Regions from separate parts of the Sus scrofa genome. Here regions 1 and 2 are each linked to region 3. Evidence: chromatin contacts called from public Hi-C data. All regions are on one chromosome and are shown on one strand. The core of a region is the stretch at or near the end of the contact, and the rest is flanking DNA. Distances in the headings are between cores, read along the strand shown.

Region 1 (4,231 bases), core at 434-2,933, 48 kb after region 3:
TGTTCAGTGGAGGTTCAGGGGGTTGTGGATGAAGGTTGAAATCACTTCTGTGACTTAGTCACCCCTAGCTGTCCCTCTGAAGGAATGGCTTCCTGCAAAACTCCTGCCCACTGTGCCCACTCACCTGGCCTTGTGACTGGAGCACACAGCCAGAGGTTGGATTGCAGCTATGAAGGTGGCCTGTATCTTCAGCACAGGAAGTATGCGGAAATGGAAAGAAACATGAAACTTTCCAGAAACCTATTCGTAATCAAAGCTAATTCTTATGTTCCTATTCTTCCTATAATAATATCACAAAACTGCTGACACATAAAGAGGCAATCATGGAGTTCCCTGGTGGCTCATCTGGTTAAGGATCCAGTGTTGTCACTGCTGTGGCATGGTTGGATCCCTGGCCAGAAACTTCTGTATGCATAGGTATGGACAAAAAAAAAAAAAAAGAGTATGCAGCCAAAAAAATATAGAAAAAAGTTAGAGAGGTGTGTCAGGCAGTGAATTAATAAAAAAAAAAAAAAAACACTATTGGAGTTCCTGTCGTGGCATGGACTAGGAACCATGAGGTTGCGAGCTTGATCCCTGGCCTCGCTCAGTGGGTTAAGGATCCGGCTTTGCCATGAGCTGTGGTGTAGGTCACAGACATGGCTCGGATCCCGCCATTGCTGTGGCTCTGGCGTAGGCTGGCAGCTACAGCTCCGATTAGACCCCTAGCCTGGGAACCTCCATATGCTGTGGGAGCGGCCCTAGAAAAGGCAAAAAGACTAAATAAATAAATAAATAAATAAATAAATAAAATTTTTTCATTGAAATACAGTTGATTTACATGGTGTATTCATTTCTCATTCTACATAGTTACTTTTGTAATATTTTGTTTAAAATTTTGTATCATTTTTCTTAAAGAGGACCCCTCAAATCTGGAAGTGACTTTGCCCAAATTCATCATGCTCTTAGCATCAGAAGGTCCCCTTGGTCCTCAGCATGGATGAGGAAATGGGGATTTGAGATTTGGAAAAGCCTGAGCTCCCAGCACTTTAGAAAGCGCTACCAGTTTCCTCTAATGAAGATGGGAGGACACGAATGTCCCTGAAGACCAGGCAGGATGCTGGAGAGGGTGCAACAGCACAGCAAAACCCCGGCAAGAGGGTGGCCACCGGTCTATGGTGAGGTATGTCCACAGTTTGCAAAGACCAAAAGAGGGGATGGGGCAACTCAGCATCACTTAGTCTTCTGTAACGTGCAATCGCTGCCCCTATAGCCCCATCCCAAAATGAATCTGCAGATGAGATTTCCATGGACATCTCAGTCCAAAGGGACTTTTGCTGCCACCTTGGGAGCCAGCATGCAGACGTGAGCAGGTGTGAGGAGTGGGGCTGTTGCACACGTGGTCAGTTTTGCTCTCCCCATGGGCTCTTAGGCAGGGGACATGGAAATATGACTGAGGGCAGGTGGCTGCCCAGTGCACTGGGGAGTCTGGGTTGGAGCGTACTGTGTCCTCCGTGGTCCCAGATCACACCAGCTCATTCACTCGGGCCCCAGGGCTGGAGCTTGCCTTTGCTTCAGGAATTCTCCTTTCTGATTTTCACTTCTCCACCTGGTGTCTGGATTGCAAATTACAGGAGATGATGATGCATTTCTTTGCCCCACTGAACAACGTGGGCCACCCCAGCTCCAGACTGCTCCTCCTTCTGGCTACCCTGGCAGCCAACCAGGGCACAGGGTGGAGGAGGCTTCAGGGGGAAACGCCCACAGAGGGGGTGGTTTGCTGAGAGGCTGCGGTGCAGAATGGGAATCATGTGCCTATGGACACCAATATTAGAGAAAATGACTGTACAGAAACAGCAAGGTCTCATTTGGAATTCTAATAAGCAGAGAGACCGAAGGAGGCGAGGAGTCACTGGTCTAAGAACAGCGTGACCCAGCCATGTTGGGGTGTACCTCAGGTTTTTGGCTTATGGGTGCAGGGATCAAGGGTTACTCCTTAACCTCTGTCTTTATGACCCCCTTCTGAATGAACAGCACACAAAAGAGTGAACACATCCACTTAGGCTGTGTGGTCTCCCCTATGACCACAGGCGCATTCTATCACATTCTGTACCCGTATATGCACACATCACACTTTCATACACAATACACATACCCACCAACAAATAAGTAGCATTTGGGATAACGTTATGGGCTGAATAGTGTCCCCCCTCTTACTACCCCACGGTTCACATGTTGAAGCCCTAACCCCCCTTCTACCTCAGAATTCAATGGCATTTGGAGATGGATGGAGTCTTTAAAGAGGTAACTAAGTAAAAATGATGTTATTCGGGTAAGTCCTAATCCAATATGACTGGTGCCCTTCTTAGAAGAGGAAACTGACACACGTAACAAGAGATGATCATGTGATGACACAGAAACACAGCCATCTAAAACCAAGAAAAGAGGCCTCAGCAGGAACCAAACCTGTCCAGATCTTGAACTTCAAATCCCAGCCTTAAACACTGTGAGAAAATAAATTCCCCTTGTGTGAGCCTGTACCAACCCATGGTACTTTGTTATGGCTGCCCCGGCAAATTGATAAGAGATAATGAGGGTGCTTTCATGGCAGTGAACATCAATACACAGGATGCTACCTTGTTTGAACACACAGACTGCTAGGAATTCCACAGATGGGATTTTGCAGCCACTGAAACAGGCCAGTCCTGTGGATGCTTCCCTCGGACGCCTCACTATGATCCATGCCGCACTCATCTGACTCCAGCATCTTCAGGTGAGTTCTGCTTGCCATCATCCCTGATAACCACCAGGGATTTTAAGCCTCTGGAGTCTTCTCTTCCCCCTTCTAAGATCCTCATCATGGAACAGGGAAGAAAGGAAAGGGAGGCAGATGGCAGCTTTTCTTAAACACTGAATAGGATCTAGATGTGGTGGGCTGGGAGCCTGGAGGAAGGGTGAAGACCTGTGTTGGGCTGGGAAGTTCCAGTTTGCTGGGGGAAGGAAAAGGGGCGACAAAGTCACTATAGCCCAAAGAGAGGATCTAGGTTAGGGGAAAGAACCTGGGAGAGGTGCCAGCAGACCCTAAGAGAAGGAACAGCCCAGGGAGGGGAGTGAATACACAACCTCCAGGGAAGCGCTGTTCAACGCAACTTCCAGGGACGATGAAATGTCCTCTATCTGCGCTGTCCAATATGGCAGCCACTAGTCATGTGGTCGCTGAGCTCCGGAAACGTGGCCAAATGTGACTGAGAAACTGAACTCCTAATGTCATTTTAGTCACGTGAAGTATAAATGTCCCCAGAGGCTGCAGTGTTAGCACAGTTCGAGAGCTCATGGCCTTGCTGATAGCCTCCTCAATGGCTCCCTTCCTTCTCCTTTGCTCACCAATCCCCAGTGTTGTTCAGGCAGGCAGAAGCCATGTGCTTCGGGGAAGAGTGTGCTCCTTCCTCACTCGCTCGCTGGGGGCAGGTACATCTTGGTTAGTCCAAGCGAGTTATGGTAACTGTATGCCCCTTGCTAATGATTCGTTCAGGAGTAGGCAAATGATTCCAACCCAGCCAATGAGGCAGAGGCGGATGTCTGCTGGAACATTCTAAGACTGTTCTCTTTTCTCCTCAGCTTAGAAAGGATCATAAAACCCTTTTATGGTCCCTCTTCTGGCCCTTGGATTTTCTTTCTTTTTTTTTTTTTTTTTGGCTGCACTTGCAGCATTCAGTAATTCCCGGGCCAGGGATCGAACCCATGCCACAGCAGTGACAACGCCACATTCTTAACCCGCTGAGCTACCGGAGAACTGGTCTTTGGATTTTTGTGTGAAGATCTGATGTTTAGAATGGTTGGAATCATCTCATGCCCACAAAGGGAACAAGAGACAGACAAGAGATGGAATGAACTTGGGTCTTCACTGCCGTCGCCCACCCTGAATCATAACCAACATCGGAATTATCCTACTTTTTTGTTATGTGTAATAACAATTCTTTTGATTGGCAAAGCTATTTGTGGCTGGGTCTTCCATTCAATGCTGTCAAAAGTATTCTTTGGGGATGAACAAATCCACGGCAGGCAGTTTATGTTTCTGCCTCCATGCCAATGCTATAAAATAGAGCGCGGCTCAACATGCTTCTCAAACAAATGTTCCGAGCACACTACCCATCAGTTGGAGTTAATATACTAGATAAAAATCGGTTTGCCATTCCTGCTCTGGGGTGGAACACCACAGCATCTGCTCTGCAACAAACTCCCCCACAAATGT
Region 2 (4,283 bases), core at 1,519-4,018, 46 kb before region 3:
GGATTGGGCTGATTTTTCCTTGACTATTAGGAGAAAAGAAATAATAACTCACAAATAGTTCACAGGTGAGTGAAAGAAAACAAAACAGCCTCTCAGTTGTGTGTAGGGCTTTCTCCACGTTCCAAGCACTTCTATCATATTTCCCTCATCCATGTGAGCTCTCCGTGATTTGTGCATGAAAGGTAGCAGACAGAAGGGATTAACAGGTAATGAGCACTTACTATGTGCCAGATACTTTACATATATTATTGTTTACCCCTCTTCAAGATGGGAATGGGAATCTCCACTTTTCTGATGGGAAACAAATTCAGAGAGGTTGGGTCATTTAGGGTTTGGGTAATTCTAAGATCATAACAATGGTTCAGCAGCAACATTGGGATCTGAAACTGATTTAGAGTTCTGATTTTTTTTTTCTTTTGGCCACAGTGTGCAGTAGCTTGAAGAGGGATCTCAGTTCCCAGACCAAGGACTGAACCTGGGTCGCAGCAGTGAAAGCACCAAATCCTAACCACTAGCCCACCAGGGAACTCCCTAATCTTTCTACTATCCCTCCCTGCATGTAAATGCTGGAAGACTGGCCCAGTGGCCATTAGGCCTTTCTGAGGCTATTATTAATGATATCACTAATATCTCATTAATCAATAGATAGAACCTATGTGACTTTATTTTTCCTGTTGGAAACCATATAAATTACTGCTACAATCTTGAGAAAGTACAGACAGTAAAATTATAGGTTTATTTCTCAGAGACGGAAAAACCTCAAATGTAATCCAACAAAGGAAAAATATATGAAGATAATATTTACTATTGCCAGGTTAGACTGGCAATTTCATCAGGAATGAAAGCCTTGTAACAAGACCAAACAGAAAAACAAAAAAAACTCAATGATGCCACTACATGATACATCACGTCATAAGCAAAATCACCCAGTAAGTAAATGCTGAGAAGACCTTTGAGAAAAGTTACCATTTTTTATATGAGGCACCCTCCACCATACAACTCCTCTTTTTTCCCCCAAAAATGGATTTCTGCCTAAACTAACAGGTATCCGGTTTTAAAAAGAGGGGGGAGTGGTTGGCTGAGAGTAAAGAGCGTTGGCACTAGGTGCCTGCAACATAGTCATATTACATTATGAAAGAATTAACTAGACACTCAGTTTCCTCATCTGTAAAATGGGAATAATGCCCTACCCCATGAAGTGTTTTAAAAAATATTTTAGGAATTCCCGTCGTGGTGCAGCGGAAATGATTCCAATGAGGAACCACGAGGTTGCTGGTTCGATCCCTGGCCTTGCTCAGTGGGTGAAGGATCCGGCTTTGCTGTGAGCTGTGGTTCAGGTCAAAGATGTGGCTTAGATTCCATGTTGCTATGGCTGTGGTGTAGGCCAGCAGCTTATAGCTCCAATTAAACCCATAGCCTGGGAACCTCCATATACCGCGGGTCTGGCCCTAAAAAGCAAAAAAATAAAATAAAATTTAAAATCATACATATTGTAAATTATTTAATTTTTAATATAATCAATTATTAATAAGTTATAAGACATAAAATGTATAAACATGCATAATAAAGACAATATATCATCAGCTAGTTTTTCCAAGGATAATTGCTGAAACTTGATTTCCCCTCATTTAGTGTTTTTAGTGCCTACCTCCCATATAACTTGCAAACTGAATTTATCTGAAGTTGTATAAAATTGCTGAAGCACCACAATTTGAATTTCCCATAATACACATATAGGTATGCATGTGTTGCTATAATAATTATATAAGATTATGTTATTATGTGCACTGTAATCAAAGGGGGGGAAAACCTAAAAGGAAATGCCAAAATGTTAAAACATTTGTTTCCCAAAGGAGGGCTCTGGGTTTCTTCCTTAACTTTCTTCCTTAACTCTATTTTCCAAACACTCTATACCACTGATGTGTATTACTTTAATTATCTATTTCAGAAATAAGAAAGGATTACAGTGGTTTTAATGTTCAGTTACAGAAAAAAAATTTAAATATAAGGAATAAACTTTCATGCCAGTTCCATTGAGAAAAATAACTTTTCTGCACCCAATTGACCTCTTTGAATTTCTAGAAAAAAGGAACCCAAATATTAAAATGTATGATGAATTTCTAGTCAACTTTATTGTGTAACACAGAAAGTTCAAAGACACCAGAGAGGAAGATGACTGATGGCACGAAGGCAGTCGGTGCCTCTATGCCTTGGATGTGGTGCACGAGTGAGAGAGAAGAGGTAGGGAAAGAGGTAAGAAAAAGGGAATGAAGGAGTTCCTGTCGTGGCTCAGTAGTTAACAAATCCGACTAGGAACCATGAGGTTGCGGGTTCGATCCCTGCCCTTGCTCAGTGGGTTAAGGATCCGGCATTGCCGTGAGCTGTGGTGTAGGTCGCAGACGCGGCTCGGATCCTGCGTTGCTGTGGCTCTGGCGTAGGCCGGGGGCTGCAGCTCCGATTCGACCCCTAGCCTGGGACCCTCCATATGCCGTGGGAGCGGCCCAAGAAATGGCAAAAAGACAAAAAAGAAAAAAGAAAAAGGGAATGAACAGAAGAGGACCTCATCTGGGGAATGAAGCGCAGGCAGTGGCAAGCCTATGTAACGTGAAGGCTTCCAAGTCTGAACTAAAAGAAAACCATGGGTATGCTTTGCAAGAGCACAATTTGGCGACAGAGCCAACAGGAGGAAGAAGAGCCATGGTAGGGGGAAGAAAAAGGAAGCCAACCAAGAGCAGCCAACTCATTCTGTGACTTCAGATGGTGGAGGTGGAAGCGGCACATGGCTCAGCACCAGAGAGTCACCGCCCTGTGCCAACCCCCATCAAGACACGTTTGTGTGACTGAGGAGGAAACAACACGGCAGCATCCCGCTGCTGCAGGGATATACGAGGCGCGGACTGTCAATCTCAATGTATATTTGCAAGTTTAATCAAACAGCCTCAGTTGGAAGGTGAGGCTGTAGAACAGAAGGGTACTCTTAATGCAAGCATATGCTGTTTGTGAGTGAGTGTGAATTAACGCATGAGTCAGGACAGTCAATTTTTAAAGTCTGCCAAAAATTCAGCTCTCCAATGGATCCTCCTCTGCAAATGGAGACATGCTGGCAGTCCAATCATGGCCAGAGAATCCCACTCAACTGGACTTTGGACTAAAGCAGTGTCGGCTCGTTTTAACCAACAAGAAGCTTCTCTGGCTTCTAAGCAGGACACGAAAATCAGCATCAGCTTACACACTGAGGGTTCATAGGAGACTGGACTTGTGAGAAACCATAAAACACTGCAGATGATGCCAACAGCAGAGGGCAGGGCCTCAACAAAATACACTGGGCTCTTTGGTTTCATAGAAGACATCTACATTTACCAAGTGCTACCATGTCAAATTAGCTCATATGACTGTCACAGCCCCATCAGGTAGATGGACAAGCATTATTACCTCCACTTGATGAAGGCTAAAAGGGGGTAGGCGTGTGGCTCAAGGTCCCAGAGCTAGGAGATTACAAGCTGGTTTGTATTTAAATCCAACTCTTGGCTTCTGGGCTTAGTTTGTACTGAGCTTTTGGAGGTATCCTATCATATTAGAGTAAACATATTTTTACTCTTTTAGGTCAACAATTCAGGGAGCAGTAGGAGGAAATGGAATGACTGATGTGGGAAGGGAGTTGAGTTGGCAAGAATGGGGGAAGCAAACGTCGAGTCTGCAGGCTGAGGAGGATGTACACAAACCCTGATTTTGTAAACTACTTGGAGCGCGGATAAAACACCCTGGGAACCGCTCTCTTGTGGGAAAGAATTTACCCCTCTTGGGCAACAAAGCTGAAAACATTTCGGTTTTGGCTTGTTGTGTGCTTTTTGTTCTAATATGCAGAACTCCTGCTCTGAGAAAGTACAAGGTCCCAGGTTTAGAGAAATGGATGCACTTATAACCACTGAGAAAGCTTTCAAAGTTTTCAGAAATTAGAATTCTTTAGACCAAAGCTTGAAATACTTTACACAGCAGCCAGGACAGCAAGCATCTTACACATAGTAATTCCCGTTCTGCTTCAGACAAATGAATAATTGGTCTCCCCTGGCATTTCTTTTCTGGCTGGAAGACTGGGACACGGATCAACATCTAAATCCCCTCACAGGACTGGTCTACTGCAGATCAGAGGAGGTAGCCAAACTGTGTATCAGCACCAGCTCCTTAGAGGATTTGAATACAATTTCAGAATTAAGTCATTGTTTCTACTCCAGACAGGAGAGCTCTGCTAGCATTTGTGCAGCTGAAGCATCCCCATTTATGAA
Region 3 (4,026 bases), core at 693-3,192:
AAAACTGAGCACCATCACAGAAGCCCATGCAGAGACGGATGGAAATTCTGCATCAATGCATTGCATTCACTCCAACTTTGCCCAGCACAGTGAATCAGTGAGCAACTACACACTGAACAGATCATGGTTTAAAATGTGCTACCAAAACCCGTTTTGTTAGGCATACTCACCTAGGTTCCACACTTTGTGGCCATCGTATAACCTGACACAGTGAAGCTACCATGTATTCTGGGAACTTGACACGTAAAGGACATTCACCAACCCAAGGACGCTTGACACCATTCTGGATGAACACATCCCAACCCAAGAAGCTCTGCTGTCTGTGGTTTAGCAACAGGCAAACTAAGGCTGCAAAGAGCTGGGCTGGATTAACTGTAAAATGCATTTCCCTAGAGGAGAGGCTGCAGCTGACTCCCCAGGCAGCCTCACTGCCTGACACAGTAAAGGTCACAGGGGAAAACTAACTTCCCATCTCTGATTGGGTCCATTCCAAGATTGGCGGGGAGAAAGAGGGTGCACAAGCTGACTACTCCCCTTTATTAGGCACGCCGGTGTCCCTCACCACCAGCCAGAACTACAAAACAAAACGCTGCAGTAAGTATCACCACCTTAACCCAAGCTTGTTACCCTTGCCACCAAGGCCAGCCTGGGCAAAAGATTAACCTGTGATCCATCCGTGGCCATGGGTTCACTGACAGGTCCAACCCTGTTGAGAGAGCGCGCCAACTTTCTGTTTGTTTTAAAGGAAATACTTCCTGGCACATGTTTGGTAAAGCTCTGAACTCTGCACATGAAGCCACGTGGTTGGTGCTAACCTGGCTCTATCCACTCACGATCCGCCAAAGCAACCTCTTTCCGAGGGCAGCCCCTGGCTGGGTAACAGACACCACCTCGTTCAAGTCACGCGGGCTGCATCCGGATCCCGAGGAGCCCAGCACCGCGTCCTGTCCCCGCCACAATCCTCCTGCGCGCCACACAGTCTCGGCAGAGCCAGGGGCGGGGTGACGGGGTAGGGTTGGAGAGGGGGTGGGGCGCCAGAGGTGACCCTTTCAGCTGCACCAGGAAAGGGCTCCCACCTGTGGGGCCCAAGAGGTCTTGCGGCCCAGGTGAAGTCAGAGGCAGACGGGTAGGAGGAGACGCCAGCCCTTCCAGGAAAGCCAACCTTACCACTAGCGCGGGCACGTAACTTAGGGAGCCCACCTGTAGCCACTGCAAACAAACTTTCCTCCCCTTCAGAGTCGGAAGAATCGGGTCCCTTACGCCACCCCCTGGCCCGAACCAGCAACCTGCCGGGAGCTCCGCGGGTTCCTCACCTGACACCCCTAAACCCCCAGCCTGGCGTGTACCAGGGAGCAGACCAAGCGCTGCCTCGAGCCACCGTGGGGTGTGCGGATAGAGGATTGAGGTGCCAGCTGGGGATTAGGAATTTGCGGGGAGAGCGGGAGGACGCCGCTCAACAGCCCTTGCAACTCCAGCTCCTAACTTTGCAAGCCACCCAACCGCTGCCCTCCGGTTCCCTCCGCTTCTCCAACTCCGGCCTTGCGGAGGGGGCTCCCCAAGGCCGGCGCAGCCCGACGAGCCCAGCGCACTTACAGCCATAGCGGGGTCTCTGCAGGGACGCCTGCTCCTCGTGGGGCATCCTACGCAGCTCCGGGGGCCCGCCCGGGGCGCGCCCCCCGCGGCTCCCCTCGCTAGCCAGGCTCGCCGCTCCGCGCCCCGCCGGCGCGCTCGTATCCGGCTTCTCGCTGGCCGCCCCGAGTTGGGCGCCCCGCTCTCTCGGTGTTCCCTCGTCAGCGCCCGCTGCGGCCGCCGCGCGCTGACACCCGAGCAAAAGTGAACTCTCCTCCCTCGCTTGCTCCCGGCTGCCGCCGCCGCCGCCTCCCGGACAGGTTTCCTTTCTCCTCCAGCCCGGCCCCGTTATCCACCGCGGTGGGAGCGCGCGCCGCGGCGCAGCGACCTCTACCGCGCGCGGGGCGCAGCGCCGGCCTCCTGGACCCGCCCCTACCCGGCCCGGGGGCTGCGCGGGCCCTGGGCCGGGATCCCCTGCAGCTGGGGCCGCGGGCGCCCCGCCTGATTTTTCACTTGTGGAGAGTTTAGAGGGTGGAAGTGAACCTCCGCGGAGAAGAGCAAGAAAAACCGCAGAAGACCCAGGCAGCCCCAGCCGCCCAGGGTGTTGCTCAGTTACAGGACAAACAGTGCGGTTCCTTTTCCTCCGGGGAGATTAAGCCTTGACCTTTTTTTTTCTTTTTTCGTTTTTTCCTTCACACGTTGCTTCTGACTCCTTGTCCACAAAATACAGGGTTCCCCTTTCATGACAAGAAACTGAGAGTGTGTGCTTGCTGGAGGGACAAGATAAACACTCCCCGAGCAACCACTCAAAACGCAACTGCCTGCCAGTCATCCTCTGCTCACCTTCGGCCTGCTCCCCTCCCCCAAGTACAGAACTATGGCCCAGCCCTGCTAGCTGGGGTCTCACACCACAGAAACCTTTTCTGGTCATGCTTTTAAGGAAATTAAACTGCATGTGGTAATTTTAAAATTTTTGTTTTTTTTTTTTTCGTGCAGTCACCTGGAGCTGTTTTTCTCTTTGTGCCTCAGAGTGATAAGATCTGGAGGAATGTGGGACACTTCTATACCCGTGTCCTCACCCGTTTGTCAAATGTGGAATGTGTGGGTGACCAGATGGCTGGCCAAATAAAATATCTGAGGTGGGGTTATGAGATGAGTTCATTGGAGAGAAGGTGGCATGGGGACACCAACCGGTTCTCAGTCTGCAAAGATGCAGAGCGGCCAGATGTTTTCTGTTTCGCGTGGGAGCTGCAGTTCCCAAACTTGTTGAAACTCAGATTCTGGGGCCCCACCCTCAGAGTTCTCAATTCAGTTGGTCTGGTCTGGGGCCTACGAACCTGCATTTCTAACAAGCTGCCCTGTGATGCTGACATTGCAGATGTTGGAAAATGTCTAACACAAGGCACAAGAGATCTCTGCTGGACTCAGAGGGAATGTCTTCCCATGGGAGAGCAAGGGGATTCTATCCTGCTCCTCTCTCTTTATTTTCTAGAGGCATTAGATTCTCATCTGGTTGGAGGGGTGAGTGGGGTTTTTTCCTCCCTTAAAAAAAGAAGACATCTCTTATAAGAGTAATTCAAAGGTGAATTGGCCACACTCTGAGGCACAGCAGGCTGTCAGTCAGTGTTCACCCAGATATAGGCATATAACAGAAGAATTTCCTGTGATTCCAGACATGCCAAATTGGATAGCTCAAGTTCATCTCAGTGATCCCATATATTGCATCCTGATAATTAAGCCCTTACACCTATAAATTGTCAGTATGAGGGTATGACTTAGGATTCAAATAAGTGGATAGCCTATGCACTTTGAAGTGGGAGGAAAATCACTATAAACCAAATGGTCAAGGAAGATGACAGCGTTTGAATGCATGGTTTAAGGTGGACCTTGAAAAAATGGGTAAGAGAATTAAAAAAAAAAGAAAAAGAAAGAAAAATGGGTAAGAGTTGAATGGAGAATGTCTGCTCTTGGAGGGCAGGCAAGAACAAGGGACAATAGCACGGGGCATGAGGTTGGGTGAGGGTAGGAACTTGGAAGCTGATATCAGATCACGGAGGACAATGACATCAGGCAAAGGGACTGGATGGATATATCATAGAAGCATCTGAGCGCTCTTCAAGCTTTGGGGCATGGGAGCTGCACGATGCAAGGGAGTTTAGGGAAGGGGACTCTTGCAGGTTATAGGATGGAGTGCGGCAGCTAGGAGATGCTGACACGTGGTGGAAGGGCTGTGGCAAAGGTGCAAGAGGGAAGTAAGGAGCGCTTCAGTGAGGTTGATGCCAGTGAGAATGATGAAGGGGAAGTTTTAATACAGACAAGTTGGTGCCATCAACACTTGTATAGATGTCGCCAAGTGTAGTCAGTAAAGTACATATCTGTTAATGGGACAAAGTGAAGGTTAAAGCATAAAGTGGTGGTCTCAGCTGGTCAGCTCTTCTCTGAAGGCTCTGAAGAGGT

Evidence for each region. A called contact is a pair of places that touch in the nucleus more often than the background predicts.
Region 1: a contact with region 3 is called in a Hi-C map of fetal liver, with 1.8 times the contacts expected there. The contact joins the enhancer-like site here to the promoter of IQGAP2 in region 3. A contact is called at or near these places in 1 of 5 promoter capture datasets (liver), 8 of 47 Hi-C or Micro-C datasets (blood, fetal liver, liver and 1 more) and 2 of 2 datasets of contacts at active chromatin or transcription factors (alveolar macrophages and skeletal muscle).
Region 2: a Hi-C map of liver shows a contact between it and region 3, with 2.2 times the contacts expected there. The contact joins the enhancer-like site here to the promoter of IQGAP2 in region 3. A contact is called at or near these places in 6 of 47 Hi-C or Micro-C datasets (adipocytes, alveolar macrophages, fetal liver and 1 more) and 1 of 2 datasets of contacts at active chromatin or transcription factors (alveolar macrophages).

The regions. Positions count from the first base shown.
Region 1 is chr2:85,244,008-85,248,238 of Sscrofa11.1, reverse strand. No RefSeq gene overlaps it. Among named protein-coding and RNA genes, the nearest start is that of IQGAP2, 48 kb to the left of the region's middle. Within about 2 kb of position 1,683, at least 9 of the 83 cell types and tissues checked have an H3K27ac peak or open chromatin away from gene starts, as enhancers often do. A contact at or near this core is called in fetal liver, where this site is marked.
Region 2 is chr2:85,338,911-85,343,193 of Sscrofa11.1, reverse strand. The region is part of intron 1 of IQGAP2 (ras GTPase-activating-like protein IQGAP2); the gene reads right to left. Among named protein-coding and RNA genes, the nearest start is that of IQGAP2, 47 kb to the right of the region's middle. Within about 2 kb of position 2,768, at least 8 of the 83 cell types and tissues checked have an H3K27ac peak or open chromatin away from gene starts, as enhancers often do. A contact at or near this core is called in alveolar macrophages, fetal liver and liver, where this site is marked.
Region 3 is chr2:85,292,339-85,296,364 of Sscrofa11.1, reverse strand. It overlaps IQGAP2 (ras GTPase-activating-like protein IQGAP2), which reads right to left and starts at 1,942. Exons shown (of 37, transcript XM_021084462.1): 1 at 1,594-1,942. The coding sequence starts at 1,639.